2 separate regions of the Arachis hypogaea genome follow, and region 1 is linked to region 2. Evidence: chromatin contacts called from public Hi-C data. All regions are on one chromosome and are shown on one strand. The core of a region is the stretch at or near the end of the contact, and the rest is flanking DNA. Distances in the headings are between cores, read along the strand shown. Region 1 has its middle 9.0 kb from the start of LOC112797152. Region 2 holds the start of LOC112797149 (transcription factor SCREAM2).

Evidence for each region. A called contact is a pair of places that touch in the nucleus more often than the background predicts.
Region 1: a Hi-C map of leaf shows a contact between it and region 2, with 2.2 times the contacts expected there. The contact joins the enhancer-like site here to the promoter of LOC112797149 in region 2. A contact is called at or near these places in 3 of 8 Hi-C or Micro-C datasets (leaf and an unstated tissue).

The regions. Positions count from the first base shown.
Region 1 is chr4:106,949,761-106,954,014 of arahy.Tifrunner.gnm2.J5K5, forward strand. No RefSeq gene overlaps it. Among protein-coding and RNA genes, the nearest start is that of LOC112797152, 9.0 kb to the left of the region's middle. Within about 2 kb of position 2,166, at least 3 of the 3 cell types and tissues checked have open chromatin away from gene starts, as enhancers often do.
Region 2 is chr4:106,752,396-106,757,198 of arahy.Tifrunner.gnm2.J5K5, forward strand. It overlaps LOC112797149 (transcription factor SCREAM2), which reads left to right and starts at 2,076. Exons shown (of 4, transcript XM_025839954.3): 1 at 2,076-2,458; 2 at 2,613-2,750; 3 at 3,082-3,252. The coding sequence starts at 2,378.

The sequences.
Region 1 (4,254 bases), core at 916-3,415, 200 kb after region 2:
TTTATTTTTTAATTGTTACTAATATATTATAATACATTATAATTTATACCTATTAAATTATTAACATGTAAATTTTTTTAGTGTGTAATATACTAAAATTTATTTAATTTATAATTAATATATATATTAATTATATAATAATAATAATCTAATACTACTAATTTTTTTCTAAAAACTAATGAGGACCATGGCACTTAGGTTCCCCTTAAATTCGTCTTTGGACACTGTGAACCGTTAAATTGTTTAAATATATCAAATGATTTAATAGTCTATAATGTCATTTTATATGAAGACATCTTTACGACTATACATCAATTAATTATGTGTATAATATATACAAAATGTCTCTATAGTATACAAATATATATAAAAAAAAGACAACTACTTAAATAAAGATGGCAAAAATATCTTTTTATAAAGATATTTTATTTGAAAGTGTGATTTATTTATTTAGCCACACTTTAAACAAAAATAACACTTTTATAAATATCAAAATCTAACCATGTAATCCATCATCCAAGGTCAAAAGAGAATATTTTCACATGAAGACAATTATAAAGTTTTCATTGTAGTATCCACCAAAAAAAAAATTTACCCCAACCTCGTTAAACGACGTGCATATCAAAATCTACAGGCAGCAAAGAACTCTTGTCTCTTTAATTACTTTCATTCTTTTTGCCTTTCTAGGTTGTGTGTGTAAGAGTTATTGAACAAACTTAAGAGTTGTATTCTGTAATACGAGTTACACACACAGATATATATGAGCCATGCAGCACTATATACACACACACACACACACACTGTACTCTCATTAATTCTCGTCTCTTGTTTCTATCAACACTTCTATTCTCAATCAAGATACAAAAGGACACCACTCAAGTACCATGTTATTAATCATTCCATATCAACCTTACCTTAATTAATACCATGTCAAAATCATAATATAGTATCACATCAAATTTCCTCATAATCATCATCACATTAGGTCTCATATCAGTGCCGTGCAAATCCTCACAATAAATATCATAACAATCTACTCATGGTTATATAATACTCATTTTTCTTGTGGTGCAAGTCTAGTTTTATAAGATTAATTAATTAGATTCTATATTTTATAATTTTGAAGTTTGTCATTTTCTTAACTAATTTCCAGGTCAGGTTGTTTGTTATGAACACAAATATACTGCCATTACAGCTTCCAATTAGTGATATTCATTTTATTGAGTTGTATAATCCCCCAGTACTAATGATTATTACTAGGAATTTCTATATGAATTAAATTATTAGCTCTGTTGTATATATGACTTCCAATGACTTTTTTGAGAGAGATATAGCTCAGCATAAATGACGCAATTTTTGTGTAATGGTTAAAGAAAACGTGATTTCACATACATTTGACTCTTCAAAAAGGAGACACTCGAATCATAAACATATCAGTGCAAACTGCATAATATCTTTTTAGAAACTTCGGACCCTCTTCTAGTGATCTTTTTCAGACACATGCATGTAAGTCTAGCAAGAATTTGATCATTTTCATTGTTCGCATTAGTGCATTTTATTTAGTCAATCCTAGTGATCCTGCAATATATACATATATATAATGAGTCTCCAATGTAATTAAAGCAACAATAAATATACAAGGAAAATTTTTCAGCTTCTTCTTCCATCATCTCTCATTACACTCAAATTCATCAGCAGTCATTGTTGAGATTCTATTACCGCTGTGCTCTAAGAACCATTATAGTCTTAGTGATGAGTTGAGTAAAAAGTTTGGTTTAACATGGCAAGGTGTATCATTATAAATAGCTATGTTTTAAGAGTAATCAACATGAAGTTCCGAGAGTGAGATCGCAAGGTATAAAGAAAAAAGATTGTGTTTAATAAATTTCAAACCGAGGAAAGTTGTGTAGCAATTTTTTTCTTTTTGAAAATTATAAAAAATGATGGTCCAGGAACACGAGGCCTACAAGGTCATTCTGGGCCAGAAGAGCAGCGGCCTGTAATCCCTCCACTGTTGGGAGCAGGAAGTGATCGCTGCTCTGTTAAACCAGCCTCACGCATTGCCCTCCGTTCTAGAAGCCGAGGGGCCTAGGCCTTTGCCTAAACCACCGGGCCTAACTCTCAACTTGGAGTGGGCAGGCCAACAATTTGCCCTTGCAAGCCCAACCCAGCAAGCCAAGGCACCTGTTCCATCACCTTAATTGCCCCCACTTGGGTCACAAGCTGGCGTTACACAACTCGGCGAGCTAAGAGCTAAAATCAAAGGTATATAAAGACCATGCTTTTCTTTTATCTTCCCAATGTAAGACTATTGTGATATATCCAAATTCTTGTGAACGAAACAAATCTATAGAGAATGCACTATTAAAAGTTCTCGAAGAATGCCCTTAGATTCTTTGATATAAACCTTAGGATTCTCAATTCAAGGAAAACAATTTTTTGTCCTTGCAGACCCTGAAATTTATAACAGAATTCAACTTTAAAATACCAAACGTAACAGGCAATAGAGAGACAGATTGTAATATACATATTTCATAATTAATTGCAAGTATAATATTTACAGTACATCAAAAAGACAGACCAAAGAAAAAAATATAGAGGTTGAAACTATCTTCCTGACTAAGATAAGATTAGCATTTTCAATTTTCATTTTCATCCTAATATAAATGCTAATATTTATCACTTCTGAATGTCAGAAAACCAATAATAGAGGCTAGCTACAGCCCCTATAAATGCAAAATATTTACTCATGTTACTGATTATAAATTTAGCTTACCTAAAATATTGTTAAATGTAGTATAACTAACTATCTGTGCTTTCCAATGCAGAAACAAGTCCCCAAAGAATTGTAATAAAAGAGACAGTAGCTTGCTCCTCATTTTCCCTTCATTTCTTCAAAACCACCACCTTCAAATTCAAATTCAAGTAGACTGAACAAGAAAAAAAGGGATATTTTGCAATTAAGTTTCTAATAGAAGTTAATCAAATTGGTATGACCCTATAAAAATAAGTTTTTACTTTTTAAATCTTGTAAATTTACATGCCACTATATAGCAAACCATTAATGTGTTAAAGCAGAATTAACATAACAAATTAAAAAAGAAGACTCCAAAATACTGACTAAGTAAATATATAATTAATCAATTGTCAACCAAAAATTCATCAACCTGGTGCGATGTAACCATAAGAGCTTGCAATACGTTGTTCAATTTTACATCCCTATGAACAATGGGTAGCACAATACCATGATGCAAATAAGAAAGCCCCTCAGCAGCATCAATTGCAATCTTGTACCTTGTTGGCCAATCCAAGAAGCTTTTCTTGTTACTCTTCAACATATCGGTCAAGTTCCCATTCGGCATATATTCATAAACCAGGAGCCTGCTGTCACCACTGTGGCAGCAACATCACAACCTTACTATATTTCTGAGTTATTTTTCTAGTGTTTCAACTTCAACATCAAATTCATCTTGTTCAGAACCAACAATCCCAATTCCATTTCCATTCTTGGTTTCTCCCCATAATATCTTGACAGCCACGACATCACCACTGCTTAGAACAACCTTGTAGACCTTCCCAAATAATCCACTCCCTATCACATTGTCTTCACTCATCAATTTCACAATTTCAAACTCATCAAAGCTCAGCTTATGAAACGACCTCCACTTTGAAACATTTAAACTTTTCTTCTTCTTTCTGAAGTTCCTATATCTTAGGTAAAACACAACCACCCCAAGGATGAACAAGATTCCAACCCCTTGGGAATTGTTCTGTGATTTTAGTTTTATTGTTTTAGAGCACAAAATGTCTTCCTCTGATATATTGAAGAAGATGTTGATCTAAGTAAACTACTAAACTATATACAATACACTACTTTTTTGTATTATTGATTTATTGTTGATTTATTATATGATTTTAATTTTTCATTTTGTTTCTTTTCGACGTAGGATTTAAACAAATTGGAATTTACTATTACTACAATTACACGATAAAAGAAGGCTTGAGAATTATGCTTTACAATGTGATGAATTATGTTTTTTAGTTTTTGGATATATTTGGTTGTTTATGAATATGTTTGATATCAAAATTATGTTGGTTATGATTATTTAAGTCTTTGGAAACTATAAAAATTATGTTTGTCGAAGATTATTTTATTTTTTTTCAATTTTTCGTTTTTTATTTTTTCAATTTTTATTATTTTTTTACGGGGTCGCAGGAACGAGGCGGGGACGGAGACAGGGGCGGGGGATGTCC
Region 2 (4,803 bases), core at 826-3,325:
GTCATGACTAATTCCTACGCTTATTTAAACAAACGACTAAACCGATTACTCAATTAACTGACATTGATTATGTTATCTTCATAATTGATGAATAACAAAATGATAAAAACTCAAAGCTGGCCTAATTCTAACTAAATAAAACAATTTAAATTTAAAATAATAACAAACTTATCATATATTAAAAAATGATGTTATGCATAGTGCATTACACAAATAAGAAACCCTAATTACGTATAAATTGAAAAATTAAACTTTACTATTTTCAAAATTTCAACAAGGAATTTAAATGATAGCAGCCACAATAATTTGGAGTAGCATAATGAAGGGTGAGTGGGAGGGTTGAGGGATGGTAGAAGCAGGCACGTGGATGAGTGTGAGGAAAATGAGAATTTTGTGGAGTTAACGCGGTTTTGAAGGGAATCTGGCACGTGACAGGGAAGCTAAGTTCCATGAAAGAAAGTGGCTATATTATAAAGAAAGAAAGATAGATAGATAGATAAAGCCATGGAAGCTCAAAGTGGTTCCATTCTATTGTTTATATGATTTAAATCCTTCCAAAACTACGAATCGATGCCTCAAACAAACCTCTTTTAGCTGTCAATCCATCCAAAACATTACCCTCACGGGACTTCCTTAGCTTCCTCTCTTTCTCTCTCTTCTATTTCACTTAAATACCCTTCTTCACATTCATCGTGATTGAGTTACAAAATGAACATTTCCTATATTATTTAGAATAACTATATAAGTACTAGGAATAATAAACATCTTTTCAAAAACTTAGACTGATTTTGGGGTTCACTAAGGATCGAATTTTCAACCTTTCAGATCTAGCATTCTAATATCATGTCATGATACCACTCATCCCAAAAACTTCAGCTGATGAAAAAATGTAACACTAATAGTTATATCTCTAATACTCTATAAACTTCCATTATCCACATTGTACAAATATTTCATTAATTCCTCGTACTTCTCCTTTTAATTTTAATCAATCATTGCTAAAATCAATTTATACAATTAATTAATGTTATGCACATTTTTAAATTTTAAACTATTGATAATTCGTTTTGTAACGGTTTAAAATTGCTGTAAAATCCTAAAAAATCGCCACTCATTCCTGCCTCTCTTGTACTGAAAAGAAATCTTGTTCGGGCTTTGGGAAAGTGTGAAATGATGAATGTAGGAACGGATTATGATTTATGAGGTAGATAAATGTTGTTTTCACGAATTATGAGTGCTTCTTAATTAAGATAGAACCAAACAAAAAACAATATTGTTATGAAAAAGTATAAGGAACCAAAAGTTTATCAGCAAAAAACTAAACAAAATTACATTAATTTATATTAATAATTAATTAATTTTAAATTTTTTAAATTTAAAATTTAAAAAAATTTAAATTGATTAAGTAAATCTAACTAAAACTTATAAAAACCTTCCTCTTTTCTCTCACATTGATCTATCCACCTCCAACAATTACAAATTCGAAAAATATATAAAAGAACATCCATTTAATATGAAAAAGAAACATTCTGATACTTAGTAGAAGAAACATTCATATATATTAACTCGTAAAAATTTTAAATTCATCCAAAAGTATTTGGCTGGGTTTTGGCTGATATGCTTTTGGTTCCTTAGCTTTCCTCTATTGTTATATATATAATAATAAAATAAAACAGTAATTTGATTTCACATTATTTCTTGTTATTAGTAAGATTTAGCAAGCTAGTTTAATGTGTGTAAGTAAGTGCGATGTCTTATCATTTTATATAAAACATAAAGGGTGGTTGAAATAGGACAATTATAATTCTTCATTCTTATCAAAACTATTTTAATTTATATTATATATATATATGATGAATTTTAGTATGTCTATGTCACGATGATTATGTAAGTATTGTTAAAATTAAAATTATATTTGTTGTATAACACTTTTCTTAGTAACATTTTTTAAAAAATGTTGTTTAACAATAAAAAATATTATTTTAATTTTAATAATACTTTTTAAAATATCAAAATTACCATAATTACCATGTATATAGAAGGAGGGGGGGGGGGGGGAATAATGAGGTCAATTTAGTAAATGACTAGTGAAATGAATAATTTTGTTGTGGGGATACTTGGGTAGTCGTCAAGGAAACAAACAAGAGATAACATATATAATTTTGTAACCTCAAACATTCTATATATATATATATATTAAAAAAAAACAAAAATAAAAACCTCAAAGCCACATATATATGGGAATTGATGAGTAAGGGTATATAGACAGAGACCCTGTAAGAAGTTATCAGAAGAACAAAAACCAAATACACAAAAATTATTGAAGTGAAAAGCAAAATAATAACAATAAAACTAAGAAGAAGAAGAAGAAGAAAGCATGGCTTCTAGTAGGGAGAGAAGAAGGGAGGCTCTTCAACAAAAGTTGAATCAACTCCGAGATGTTACAAATTCTAGTGGTGTATGTAATAATTGATTCTATATTATATATGTAGGTTTATGTTCATGATGAATTAATATAATATATATCAATCAAGCTCATCACTATTTTTACTCAATTGCAAAAGCTTCTTCATATTGAATAATAGTTTTTTTTTTTGGGGTTTATTTTGCAGGTGAACAAAGCTTCAATTATTGTGGACGCATCCAGATACATAGAGGAGTTGAAGCAAAAAGTGGAGGGACTGAATTCCGAGCTTGTAATCCCTGAAACATCTTCGTCAACCTCTCAAATTGATGATGAACTACCTATGGTGCCTATTTTTTCTGTATTTATTTCATTTGATTATTTTATAATATCTCTTTTATCTTTTTTCTGCAATTTTTTCATATACATGTGAAATCGTTCTCAAATATATCAAAAGTTTTTAATAATAGATAAAATACGAACAGAATATGATAGTTATTTCAACAAAGACATCTTCATATAATGATATTGTAAATTATTAAATGATTTGATATATTTGTCTAAAAATTATTTAACAGTTTATAACATTATCTTCACATAAAAATGTCTTTTTAAAAATAAACACAAAAAATAAGGACAAATTGCATGTTTAATATAATAATAAAATAAAATTGCAGGTGACTGTGGAAACCCTAGAAAAAGGTTTCCACATTAACGTGTATTCAGAGAAGAATTGCCCTGGTATGTTGGTCTCAATACTAAAAGCATTTGAAGAGCTTGGACTTGATGTTCTTGATGCTAGGGTTTCTTGTGAAGACACTTTCCAGCTTCAAGCAGTGGGTGGAGAAGTAAGCCAACATAATATTTTATTATTTGATTATTTTTTCTTCCTTTTGATATAGAATATACTAATTAATCCTATATAATTATTCATTAAGTGGTTTTGAAAAAGATCATTCATGACATAATATATACAATAATTTTTATAATTTAAATGTGTAGAATTTGATTTTTGGCGTGTCATTTTTTAGAATAAAATATAACTTCAATACAATACTTCTGTTATTTTGGATGAGTTCAGTTATAATTAAAATAAATAGTACTTATTGCTAATAATGGAAAAAAAGTATTAACTAAAAAATTAGTTCAACAACTCTTTCCTTAACTGGTTTACAACTTTTCATGATAAATAGGTGTCTGACCATGAAATATGAATACCCTTGTACTTGAACAATTCATACAATAACATATATTATTTAGGGCCTAAGAGTATTATTACATAGGAGTATTATTTCAGCATGTATATATTTTTAGCAGCAAATAGACAATTTCAGGTAATATAACTAAGCAGTACTCAAGTTTTTTGTTTTTATATATATTTTATTGTTCTTTTCTTATTTCCTAGTTGAGCCTAAGAATTCTCAAAAATGGACAAGAAATGATTCTGGCTTAATCTAAATCTCAATATAATAAAATATAGCTATTGGATCAAATAAATTAAATTAATGGAAATTACTTAATGTATTCTTCTTCAGGGATTGAGACTTTTCAAACAAATTATTTTTATATGGATATAAGATCGATCACGGTAAACATTGTTCAACATTTATTTGAGCAACATAACTATATATAGAAGCTTCTTTTCAAGGTGTACGAAATAATAGAGAGAATCGATAATATTATTGCTTAAAATTAATCATATTAACACAAAAAAAATGAAATTACTATATAAAACAAATGAAAAAAAATATAGAAGAAATGTAATATTGTGAATAATAAGAAATCAAGTTATTATAAATTCTTATAATTATTTACATATAACTATTACTTTTATATTATTAGAGATATAACTACTTATATATATCAGTCTATTAGTTTAAAATTAAAAAAAAGATATATATATATATATATATATATATATATATATATATATATATATATATATATATATATAATATCAGAATTTCTATAACTTAAAGATATAGACTTTGATCCTTGTTGACAAAAAAAAATCAACATGATACCAATAAAAGAAAAAAATATGTAAAAACAATTTATATAAATAAAAAATTCTTGAGCGAAAATATTTATTAGAGATATAACTATTTATTTATTTATTCCTATTCATTATTTAAGCTTTTGGAAGAATAAGGATGTATATGCTGCACCAATTATGTGGTGAAAGTATTTAGTATTTAGTAGTGGTTTTGATTTTGAAGTTTTCATTTCCAGCCTTTTTCTTGTTGCTTTTGAAGTTCCAGAGAATGTGCTGGTTTTTAGATTTTACTTTAAATTTTGTTTTATTTTTAGAAATATATAGTATTATTAGTGATTTAAGTTTTAACATACTAGTTAACTAGATTGATACAACATAAAACTTCTCTCTCTTTCTAAGCTGC